Regions from separate parts of the Mus musculus genome. Here region 1 is linked to region 2. The links are chromatin contacts, called in public Hi-C maps. All regions are on one chromosome and are shown on one strand. The core of a region is the stretch at or near the end of the contact, and the rest is flanking DNA. Distances in the headings are between cores, read along the strand shown. Region 1 overlaps Gm3331 (a long non-coding RNA gene). Region 2 has its middle 3.1 kb from the start of Gm31871.

Region 1 (5,796 bases), core at 3,208-5,707, 220 kb before region 2:
CTTTTCTCCTTTATATTTAATCAAATGGAGGATTCAAGGAACTTTCTTAACGCGTATCCATTGAAATATACCGGTTTCAGAAAGCTAGAGTATTAAAGGGATTGTGGCTCTGAATTAAATACAAGCACCCAAAGAGTTGGCACCATAGATATTGGCATGTCCAATATTTTTAGATTTGGGGGAAAAACATGGGATAAAGATCTGTAATCTTAAGGTGTTGGTCTGTCATTGTCAAAGTTCCCTCAAAATAATAATAAATTGGATTAAATACAATTCCTACAGCAGTCTATGTCCACTAACTCATAAATGTATTCATAGAATCAGCATGTTTTTCCACTTGAAATCCCTCCAGTTTAGGTCTAGACTAGAAGGTAAAATGAAGCCATTGTTTGGAGTTCTAAACCAAGGGGCAGCCCCTCAGAGAGAATAAGATAACCATGGGGAACATATTGCAGAGCCCCAAACCTGCTGCTTCCTGAAAGGATCTCTCAGTCCTGCCAGACCTGCAGATAATCTTAGAGCAGAAGATGGGTGTCTTCATGGGTTCAGTAGCACTCAGAGTGGTGTGAGAAGTATAGCCCATGGTGACAGCAGCAAAGAACAATAATCAAAAAAGTCACAGTAAGTTGTCACAGCCCTCTAGAACCACACCTGTGATCTACAGCACTCAAGTTTATTGCAAGGAAAAACGGGAAAATTAAGAAGATATAACTGGTCTTGTGGCAGTGTTGTGAGAGATGGACATAGGAGAAGAAAAGGGACTGTCAAAGCCATTTCTGCATAATCTTAAAGGATAGAGTGGGCTTTAGAACTGTGCGTAAGGAAGATCAACCCATGCAGAAAGGAACTAAAAAGCCTGCAGTGTCTAAACATTTAAAGCAAATATAAAGGATTCGAGAAGATGAGAGGACCAAGCAAACGTCACTTAACACACCATATTAGCACTTTTTAATTTTATTCAGTGTGCGTTTTTTTAATTACACTATTTTATTGGTTTTCATTCTTTTATTTACTTTTTATGTGTAGAGGTGTTTTGCCTGCATGTATTATTATGTACCACTTGTGTGTCTGGTACTTTCAGAAACCCAAAGAGGTGGTTGGACCCCCTGGTGCCCGAGCTACAGACAGCTGTGAGGTACCATTTGCACGTTAGGAATTGAACCCAGGTCCTCTGCAGAACTATCCACTGCTTGTAACTGATTAGCCATCTCTCCAGCCCCAAAGGTTCGAATTTTTAATAATCTTCCTATATAGAAAACATACAGAATTAGAAATATAAATCTTATTCCTCTTTTTAGGCTGCTAGGATAACGAGATTATACTTTCCATATCTTCAGAACATCAAGGACAGAGCCTGGTTTAGGGAAAGCTAACGGTAAACTCTAGCAACCACGGGTCTCAGCAATTAGAAGATAATAAAAACAGAGAGTCTAGCCTTTACAGCTAGTTGAAGAGGCAGAGGGAAAAACAGATGAGGGGCTGGAGAGATGGCTCAGTAGTTAAGAATGCTTCTGTGTGAGAACCATCGTGGGTCACCAGGACCCACATAAAAGCCAGTTGTACATGTCCATCTCTCTGTAATTCCAGCCTTGGAAAGTTGAGACAGGAACCCTGGAGCAGGCTGGTTAAAGAGACTAGTCATACTGAAGAACTCTGTGGAGACTCTGCCTCAATGAATAATATGCAAAAGCTATCAAGCATGATTCTAGAAATCAGCCTTGTGGTCTACGAATGCATATAAACACTCAGACATATGGAAGCCTCTATGCACACACTGAATACCACACATGCACATTACATGCACACACACATACAGAGAGGGGGGAGTTCAGTGTCATTAATAAAATGATAGCATTATTCACTGGATACTTGGAAGCATGGAGGGGCACTAAATATTTATGCTCAATAAATAGTTGTGGTCTAAGTGTGTGGGATTGTTTGGGGATCTAAAACTGGCATGAGACACACAAATAAGGAGTGTGATGTTGAAGAGACCACCTAGGATTGCTGCATTTATGAGAGCCTTTGGCCCTGCTGATGTTTAGCTGCATCAATCTAAGCTAGTAAAACTTCTCGCAATGCTTTGTTTTGTTCTGTTTTACAATGTTGGGAATTAAATGACCATACTTTCTAAGTTTAAATGCTGAAGAACTCTAACTTGAAACTGAGCGCTTAGTTCTTCCTCCATTCAGTTCATGTCCCACTGTGTGTCCTGGAGCGTAGGGAGGGTCCTATAAAATTCTCAGGCCTGGATCCTCTTTCACAAAACAGAAGGCTGGGCCACACTGGGACCTCAGACTGTCACCTGAAGTAGCCTCCCCATACTCTAGTTGTACAGAGACTCTGCCCTCCTGGTGGGGCTCAAAGAGCTTTCTTAGACAGCTAAGCTGCATTCCCCATTCCTCCTGTTTTGTAAGAGAAAGCGACTTCTGTGCTGTGTCTCCTGTTATCTGGTCCGTTTTAAAAATGAGTCTAGAATAGCCAAAACCTCCCTCCAGGGGAAGCCCTCATGCACTATTTTAATTGTGTGATGAATGATGCCCCACTGAACTGCCCTCATAAATCAACTGACAGTGCTTCATACTTCAGGGTAGAATACAAATTCAGAGACAGGGTGAGCATCACCTTAAAGAACAGAAAGGGGGAAGGGAGGATCAGAACGAATGGTGAGAAAAAGATGCTTGAGATTCGAACTGGCTGGGAGAGAGGGGGAGAGAGAGAGACAGAAAGACAGAGACAAAGGGGGAGAGAGACAGAGAGAGAGACAAAGACAGGGAGACAGAGACATAGAGACAGAGACAGACAGAGACAGAGGGACAGAGAGACAGAGAGAGACAGAGACATAGAAACTTCTCTTTCTCAGAGCCTGGTTATTGTTGGCAAGCCTAGATGTTCCTCTGGGAGGACCTCCCATGATGTCCAACCAGAAAAAAAGTTAAAAAGATGAGAGCATGCTGGTGTTTTCTTTTTAATTAGGGTTATTTATAGGGTTGAGAATGCTGTGTTTGTGTGTGTGCCTTCTCCTTCCCAGTGGTCACTGTCAGCTCTTTTTGTCTCCTCCTCACAGAAACAGAAACACAACCTCATAACTTCTGGTGAGAGCATCCCCAGGAAAGTCAGCAGCTCCTGCTGAGTCAGGTGGACATTGAGCTGAGTCTTAAGAAGCAAGATCCTGGGACCGTGCCCACCCCTTATGACTCAGGCGAGAATGAATAGCTGACCTCTCTTGGATGCCCCTGAGAAGGAAGTCTCTGGAGTCGGTCTAGACTGCGATCCGGGAATCTCAAGAGACGGGGCAAAGCCTACAAATGAGTCTCCCAGAAAAGCAGCAGAGTCTGGGAACCAACGGAAACACCTGTGCGCAAAACTACCCACAGCTGTCCCCTCTCGGGTCCTCCAGATTTGGAGGAAGGAAGGAGGAAGCCCTGGGGAGCTGCAGTTGACTACAGGGAGCTTAGAAGCCCAGGCTGTGTCCCAGCTCTGTTGTAGGGAAGGTCTAGTCAAGTTTCTTTTTTTCCCTCTGGAAGTCGGTCTCTTTAGCTGTAAGATGAAGTAGCATGAACCCATGACCACCAGGAGAACTCAGCGTTCTGTGACTTGAGGAGTTCTGTAAAGAGGACACTGGCTCCGCTGCTATTTCTTCCCAGCATCCTCAGGCAAGGGTTGCATTTCTCAGAAGCCCTTGGTGCAGCAGTCTCTGGAGTGGTCAAGCTTCTAAGCACAGAGAGAAAGGAAGCAATGGTGCAATGTGATTCTGCTCTGCTTACAGAAACACCAAGCAGGAGGACCCTGTAGAAAAGTATATGCTCTGGCGCATGCGCCCTGAAAGACCTCTGCCCATTAGCACGCAAGTAATGTTTTCTCTTGCCTCAAAGAATAAGAAAAGTGAAAGAACACACACACTCTCTCACACAAATTGCCACAGTAATTGGCTGATTTTAAGGGTATGATAGACAAGTTTTGATGTAGAATGGCTTCTTCCAAATGGTTTGGTTGTTGGTCACTCCCCGGTCTCTGGTAAAATATTTTGCCACCAAACTATTAGCATAAAAATCATAAAGAAAGGAATGATACCCCACATGCAAGATTCTCAGGGTTTAAATGTTCTAATAGCTCCTCTTCCATACCACAGTCTCAATCATCTGTCCATTTAACAGCCTCTATATGTCGCATGGGCAGTGGTGGTAAGGTAAAACAATGGCAGATGGTCAGAGATGAAAGTATCTTCAGAAATTCTGGAAAGGTGGAAAAGAAGGAGGGATAAGGGAACGTTCCACAGGGAAAAAAATGCCCCACTTGGAATAGATTGGCCAAGTAATCTTGTGCCCAGTGGAGAACCTCACACCAAGTGACCCTTGTCAGCAGTCCTTGCTTCCTTTGCAGCTCTCACCAGGTGTCTCTTTTGTGGTTCTCCCAGTACCTCTGAGCCAGCACACCCTCCATCCTGTTTCTGAGCAATAACGTTATAAAGCAGACCGCATATGTAGTGTGCATACTGATCTCACTGCTGTGCCAACTACAGGCAGAATGTCACTGTGCTTCCTTCGAGCTTTTCAGAAGAGGATGTAACAGTGGCGGACCAAGCGACCAGCAGTTGAGTGTTCTGGTGTAATAAATGAGACTGAGAAGAAGTTGAAGAAGGCTAAGAAGAAGCTTAGTGTCCTCATGTGAGCTATATATACATCCTTATGTGAGGTAAGGATAACCCCCTGGATTCCCCATGTTATTCTCTGGAATTTGGTCCATGTCCGCCTGCTTGCTTCAGGATCCTGCTAACTTGGTTGTGGTTCCCATATGCTGAGAAAGCCATTCTGGAAAAGAGAAGTTGTTATCCATTCCCCAGTTTGTGCAATCATCAATTTGCAAAACCAAAGCCCATCCTCCCCTGCCAGATTTTGTCTGACCCCAAACAATTAAGCGACCCACACTGGTCATTTGCATGGCATTTTGGATCCCCCAAAGAAATTGAAAATAAAGTCCCTCATCTTTGAAAGATTAGCTCAAATAAGCTCACAGTAACTTTTCAGTCCTTTTCAGTCCATAGAATGCTTATCAATCCTAGGCAAGGACATTAATGATATATCTGATAAGAAATTATACAAAGGAATTCAGTACTAAAACTCTGGAATTTGACCCAAATTTGAACACCAGACAGCCTGATTTCATCTAAGTCCATGGTTTTCTGATTCACTTTCAGTTAGCCTGATATGGGGGGGTTTTGTTTGTTTGTTTGTTTTTTGTTTTTTTGTTTTTGTTTTTGTTTTTGTTTTTGCTATTGTTGTTTAGAGCAATGGATGAAAGAGAGTAGCTTTATTCCATAAAACAAAGAAAGTCACGGCCCATATACATTTAGAGACCGCTATCCTAGGAGTCATGTAACCATGGACCCTTGCACACAACACTAATATTCCAAACATAGATCTAGCAGACATAGGTACAGGGACCAGATGTCTCCTTTGCCTTTCGTCATCTATGAAGAGAATCAGAGTATGCCCTGAGACATTTCATCCCTAATACCCCTGTTTATATTATCTACAGTTTTGAGTTCATGGAAGCTGAGTGTTCCATTCACATTTCTCTATTTCTTACACAGACTTCTAGTAACATACATTCTTCCTTTCTTCCCTTTGCTCAAAACTTCCTATATTTCTAAATCAGCAGCTGTCCACATCTGGCATAACCAAGAGTTTTTTCAATTTGTTACTTCCTAGTTTTCTAGAAGATGGCAGATTCTACCAATTCCAACAATTTCCCTAATTTTTTCTTTGTTTTAGAAAATATTGACAAGGGACTGCA
Region 2 (5,128 bases), core at 1,927-4,426:
ACCCATTTGCTTCAGGGCCAGAGCCTGCAGTAAGTAAAACTCCTCCACCTCCTCCTCCTCCTCCTCCTTCTCCTCCTTCTTTTCCCTCCTCCTCCTTCTCCTCCTCTTCCTCCTCCTCCTCCTCCTCCCTTCTCCTCCTTCTTTTCCCTCCTCCTCCTCCTCCTTCTTCTCCTCCTCCTTCTCCTCCTCCTCCTTCTCCTCCTTCTTTTCCCTCCTCCTCCTCCTCCTCCTCCTCCTCCTCCTCCTTCTCCTCCTCCTCCTCCTCCTTCTCCTCCTTCTTTTCCCTCCTCCTCTTCCTCCTCCTCCTCCTCCTCCTCCTTCTCCTCCTCCTCCTTCTCCTCTTCCTCCTCCTCCTCCTCCTCCTCTTTCTCCTCCTCCTCCTCCTCCTCCTCCTCCTCCTCCTCTTCCTCCTCCTCCTCCTCCTCCTCCTTCTCCTCCTCCTCCTTCTCCTCCTCCTCCTCCTCCTCCTCTTCCCCTCATCTTATTCCAAGTAAGGAGTTATTAAGTTATTCTCATTAAGACATTAGATGGCATCTCTGTGAATGGTGTCTCCTTCATATAGGGCAGGAAGACTTAGACCAGAGCAGAGAAGGTGAACAGATGAACAGTGACCACGAAGCTAGGAAGCTTAGGGCCAGGATGAGGGAGCCTCCTGGAGATTCCAAAGACCTTCAGGTGTGTTTCATCTTGCTTCTGCAAGATGGCCTGGTCATTCTGCCTGAAGCAAGGGTCTTTTTGATAAGGGTGAACTTTGAAGAGTGGGAGAAGGTGGGGGCACAGAACAGGGTCTCAGCTCTGCAAAGGAAAGAGACAAGAACTGACAGAGATAAGTGTATTTGACCTTCAGCCCTGGCCACTGCTCAGAAAGTTAACACTGGCAATTTAAGGAGCCCTGGACTTGAATTACAAAGGCCAGGGCCTTAGCACGACCACTCTGTTAGATGTGATAGATCTAGGGCATTTAAGCCACCTCTCGGGCTCTGTGCCCTGTTAAACAGAATTGTTCACAAGATTGTTAGGGAAGCTAAGTGGAGCGTGTTTAATTCGGAAATGGTCTGGTGGTACCCAGAAGTCATGGGATTAGACAATTCCCTCTTCTCTTGTTTTCTCTTCTTTTCTTTGTCTTCTTTTCTTTCTTTCCTCCACCTTTTCTAGTGAGTATAGCACCCCAGGCTTCCTGGACGCTAGGCAAGCTCTCTTCTACCACCAAACTGTACCCTCTCCCCTAGAGGAGTTCTCTTTGGAGCCGGGCCAGCCTCCTTCTTTCCAGTGACAGCAAGGACACTACCCACCATTGTGCACAGACAAAGGCCAATTGTGGGCCTCTGTGGATTCTTCAAGAAAAAATGTAAGACCAACCCAGGAGGCTCCCTGAGGAGGAGGCCAATGTAGAGCCAGCTCGAGGATCCCAAAGTGGATGTGGTAATGCCCCAGGTGGATAAAGGCTGGCATTTTGAGACAGTTGGCTTCTCCTGGTGACAGCTACCTAGGGAAGACACTCAATTTAGAAACTCAGCTTTGGTGAATAAGCAAAGGAAAAATAATTCTAATTACTTCCCAGGGTTGCTGTGTTCCCTGGCAGGCTGCATTCCTGCTAGCATTAAAAGGAGTTAAACATTTGTTTTATCCTGTCATGGAGAGACAAGCTCTAAGACACCTTCCCTGACAAGGTTAAAGCTGCCGCCTGCCCTTGACGCTGTCTTCAGAGTTGCTGTGTGTCTTGTTGCTGCTTTTTGTGTTTTGTTTTGTTTTAAGACCGTTTTGTATCTTTCTCTATCAAGTACGCTGAGCAAAACAAAGGAAAAACCACAGGTTGCAATAACCTTGACTTCTGAAAAGTCCTCTGGTTCCTGCAGTAGAGCGAGTTTGTTTTTTGAGATCTGTTTTGTCACAAAGATAAAAGTCTCAGCAGTTAGCGTTTCAGCCCTTTGAGTTTGTCTTTCTCATCCTGTGAAATTTCAAATTGTACTGTGGAGTGTAGTAGCCTGGAACTTGAAGAACATGGCTCAATGGCGCCCTCTTAAGGCCAAGAAGGAGAGGTACAGGAAAAGAGGATACGGTGTCTAGAGCATGCCTGGCCAGCCAGGGTAAGTTCCCACGTAGGCAGGATCCGCTGCTCCCTGTGTAACAAAACCGAGCAGCTGCATTAGTCATCCAGTCCAGACACACCGTGCAGATGTGGGTGCTCCCGCCACACAGTTGAGAAGGGGTTGGGCTTAGGCATTAAACAGGCCTTGGATTCAAGTCCCGCACAGGGTTGTTACTTAGCCTCTTTGACTCAGTTTCTCTCTTTACATGATATAAAATATTATGAGCATTAAGATAGGAGCATCCTTTGCTCTCTTTTGGAAATTGGTTCTAGGACCACCACCCAGGCCTCTCAAAGAGTAAAGTCCATACCCGGTTCCAAATGCTTTAAACAACGTAACCGCTGTGTAGATAGCTGTTACACAGTAGTGTTTAGAGAACTATAACAACACACCCAGTTACTACAGATAAAGTATCCCAGGCCAGGCTGAAGAGTGTACAGAGCCATGTCTGGGGGGGTGGGGGGCTGTCTATTCTCTCTCTCTCTCTCTCTCTCTCTCTCTCTCTCTCTCTCTCTCTTTCTCTCTCTCTCTCCCTCTCTCTCTCTCCTTGCCATTTATTTGCTCTCAACATGCACCGAACTATTTCATTCTCACAGACCCTGTGATCTATGGTGTATTATTATCTACTTTATAACAACAAGAAACCAGGCCCATGGTGAGTTGATAGTTACCCCATCTCATAGTTGGCACAGGCAGGCTTGAGTCCGGGTGGTATGGCCTGGAGACCCAACAACCCTGCGCATAGGACTCCTGCTCACTGGCAGACTGCCCTTCTGCTGGGAGAGCAAAGAAGAAACAGTGTGGCTGGCCTGGCATAAAATAATTAATAGGAACTTGAGTTAGACTCTGGTTCTTGATAGGTCATTTCCAGAAGAGGCAGGTCCTTGGGTCCATCTGTGCTGTCTCGTGCAATAGGGCTTCTTTCATTGATAAAGGTAAACAATATTTTGTTGTAAGTATCTACCACATTTGATTGCTCTATTTAGCTGTCAAAAATAGTTAGGCTATTTTTCACCCCTTAGCCACTGTCAACGATGCTGTAAGAACCATGAAAATGCAGTGCTAGTTCTCTACAAGATGCTGACGTCAGCTCCTCTGGGAAAAGGCCCTGGAGCAGATTCTTCCCTGGGTCTCCGTTAGTTTTAGGTTGCCATGGCAGCGGCATCTTTCTGCATCCCCATCAACAGTGCAAAGGTTCCAATTGCCCATACCCTCAACAATGTTTATTCTTGTTTTGATAATGCTGTCTGACAGGTGTATGATATTTTCTCATCGTGAGGGAAGAATACAGGAATGAAATGTCATATTGACAATGTAAAAAACCAGTAAATGATATTTGGACAGTCTGCATGCTGTCCAAATCTGACTTTAAAAATATATATATCAATATACCCTAACTACAAATTCTTAGTATTTTTTTATTATTCAAAATTCCTTATTGGTATTTACCCTCAGAAGTTGGAGGGGGCAATCAGTTCCGAAAGCACTTCCTACCTAGATATGCTATTCGTGTTTCTTTAAAAAGTGAGCCCCTCTGGGCATGGTGCATTTTTATGAAAAGGCTAGGTAAGTTTGGGGTAGGAGGACAGAGCTGAAAAGTCTGTCGTCTTTGTGGATAGGGGAAGCCACATTTAAAGGGCATTTTTTCTTCAGAAAGAGACCTCTTAGAACAGAAGTTCAAGCAAGAACATTCTTTCAGCTAAAGGCCTCTCTCCTCCTACTGACTGGCTCCATCCCTTGACAAAGACACGAACTCTGCTTTGTAGCGACCCCTGCTGGCCATATGCACGTGGTACAATGTAGCCAACTACCCGTTCCTCCTGAGATGCTGATAAAAAACAGAGGCCAGCATATAGGCAGCCCCTCCTAGTCTCTTCTGCCTTCTGAGTTCTGGACTATCGTGAGTTAAGAGAAACCTTCCTGGTCGCCCAGCCTTTTGCCTAGGAGCTGCTAAGGACAGAGATGGGCAGACACGAACCCTTCCCCCTAGACGTTTAGAGATGACTACAGAAGAGAGGGTATCATGCATGCTAGAGCGTGGCATTGCAGCGAAGAGGGGGCCCCCATATATAAGCACTAGAACGTTGGCAGAAGAGGCGCTGTGTGAGCTTCTCTGGAGCACTGAAGCAGAGAGTGTGCCGAGGTCTAAGGAGGACGCATGCTGGGGGGGGGGGGGACACACACACGACAGGGCTCCCGCTGAGGTGGGAACAGTGGTATGGGAAGGTTTCCTCTGCGCTTCTAAGGCTCCTCCTCCTGATGATGTTTAAAGCAGAGCTCTCCTCTTCCGAGAATAAGGAACATGAGTGAGGTGGGCTTTCAGAACCCTCACTAAGGAAGAGGTTGGCTACGCCCCTCCCAGAGACCCTTGGCTTCTCTGTTAAGACACCATTTGTCACTTCTTTGCTCAAGACTGTTGGGTGCAGTAATGACCACAAGGGCAGTCTAGGGAGGCAGGTAAGTTCTTTTCATCTAAAGCTGGTGGGAAAAAAAATCTCTATCCTCATCCCATGGGATTTTGGGTTCTATTAGAATCCAGTTCAGAGATGACTTACAACAAAGCAAAAAAACCAAAAAAACAAAAACAAAAACAAAAAACAACCCAAAAAAACAAAAAAAATTACAAAAAAAACAAAAAAACAAAACAAACAAACAAAAACAAGTGAATTAATTGGATGTTAACAATAGTGTTCCTCGGTTCTCCTTGAAATCATTTAAAATGTTTAAGGGCAGCTAATGTTCATCAGTCATATTGGGTGCACCTTGTGATGGACAACTGAGCCATAAGAAGTGACAAGTGTCAGAGGAGAGTCTTGGACTTCTTTCTAGCATCTTTGTTACTTTCAAATGTCCATAACAATGTCCCCAAATGGAATCATCAAGCTATGCCCCAGCTCAAATAAGGTTCAGCCATTACACACGGGTAAATCCTTAACTGTGTAGGGAGTCAGGGGACTGCTCTTGACTCTGTGGGGCTGGGCTCAGCCTCTTGTTACCTGAACAGACAGTGTGAACACAGAGGAAAGTAAACAGCCCTT

What was found. Hi-C and Micro-C count contacts between places; a contact is called where the count stands out from the background.
Region 1: a Hi-C map of CD8 T cells shows a contact between it and region 2, with 4 times the contacts expected there. The contact joins two enhancer-like sites. A contact is called at or near these places in 3 of 15 datasets of contacts at CTCF or cohesin (the NIH/3T3 cell line and pro-B cells), 25 of 484 Hi-C or Micro-C datasets (3T3-L1-derived adipocytes, B cells, CD4 T cells and 10 more) and 4 of 115 datasets of contacts at active chromatin or transcription factors (fibro-adipogenic progenitors, large pre-B cells, memory CD8 T cells and 1 more).

The regions. Positions count from the first base shown.
Region 1 is chr9:32,814,357-32,820,152 of GRCm38.p6, reverse strand. All of the region lies in intron 2 of Gm3331 (a long non-coding RNA gene), which reads right to left. Among named protein-coding and RNA genes, the nearest start is that of Gm3331, 34 kb to the right of the region's middle. Within about 2 kb of position 4,457, at least 48 of the 459 cell types and tissues checked have an H3K27ac peak or open chromatin away from gene starts, as enhancers often do. A contact at or near this core is called in CD8 T cells, where this site is marked.
Region 2 is chr9:32,588,844-32,593,971 of GRCm38.p6, reverse strand. No RefSeq gene overlaps it. Among named protein-coding and RNA genes, the nearest start is that of Gm31871, 3.1 kb to the left of the region's middle. Within about 2 kb of position 3,176, at least 9 of the 459 cell types and tissues checked have an H3K27ac peak or open chromatin away from gene starts, as enhancers often do. A contact at or near this core is called in CD8 T cells, where this site is marked.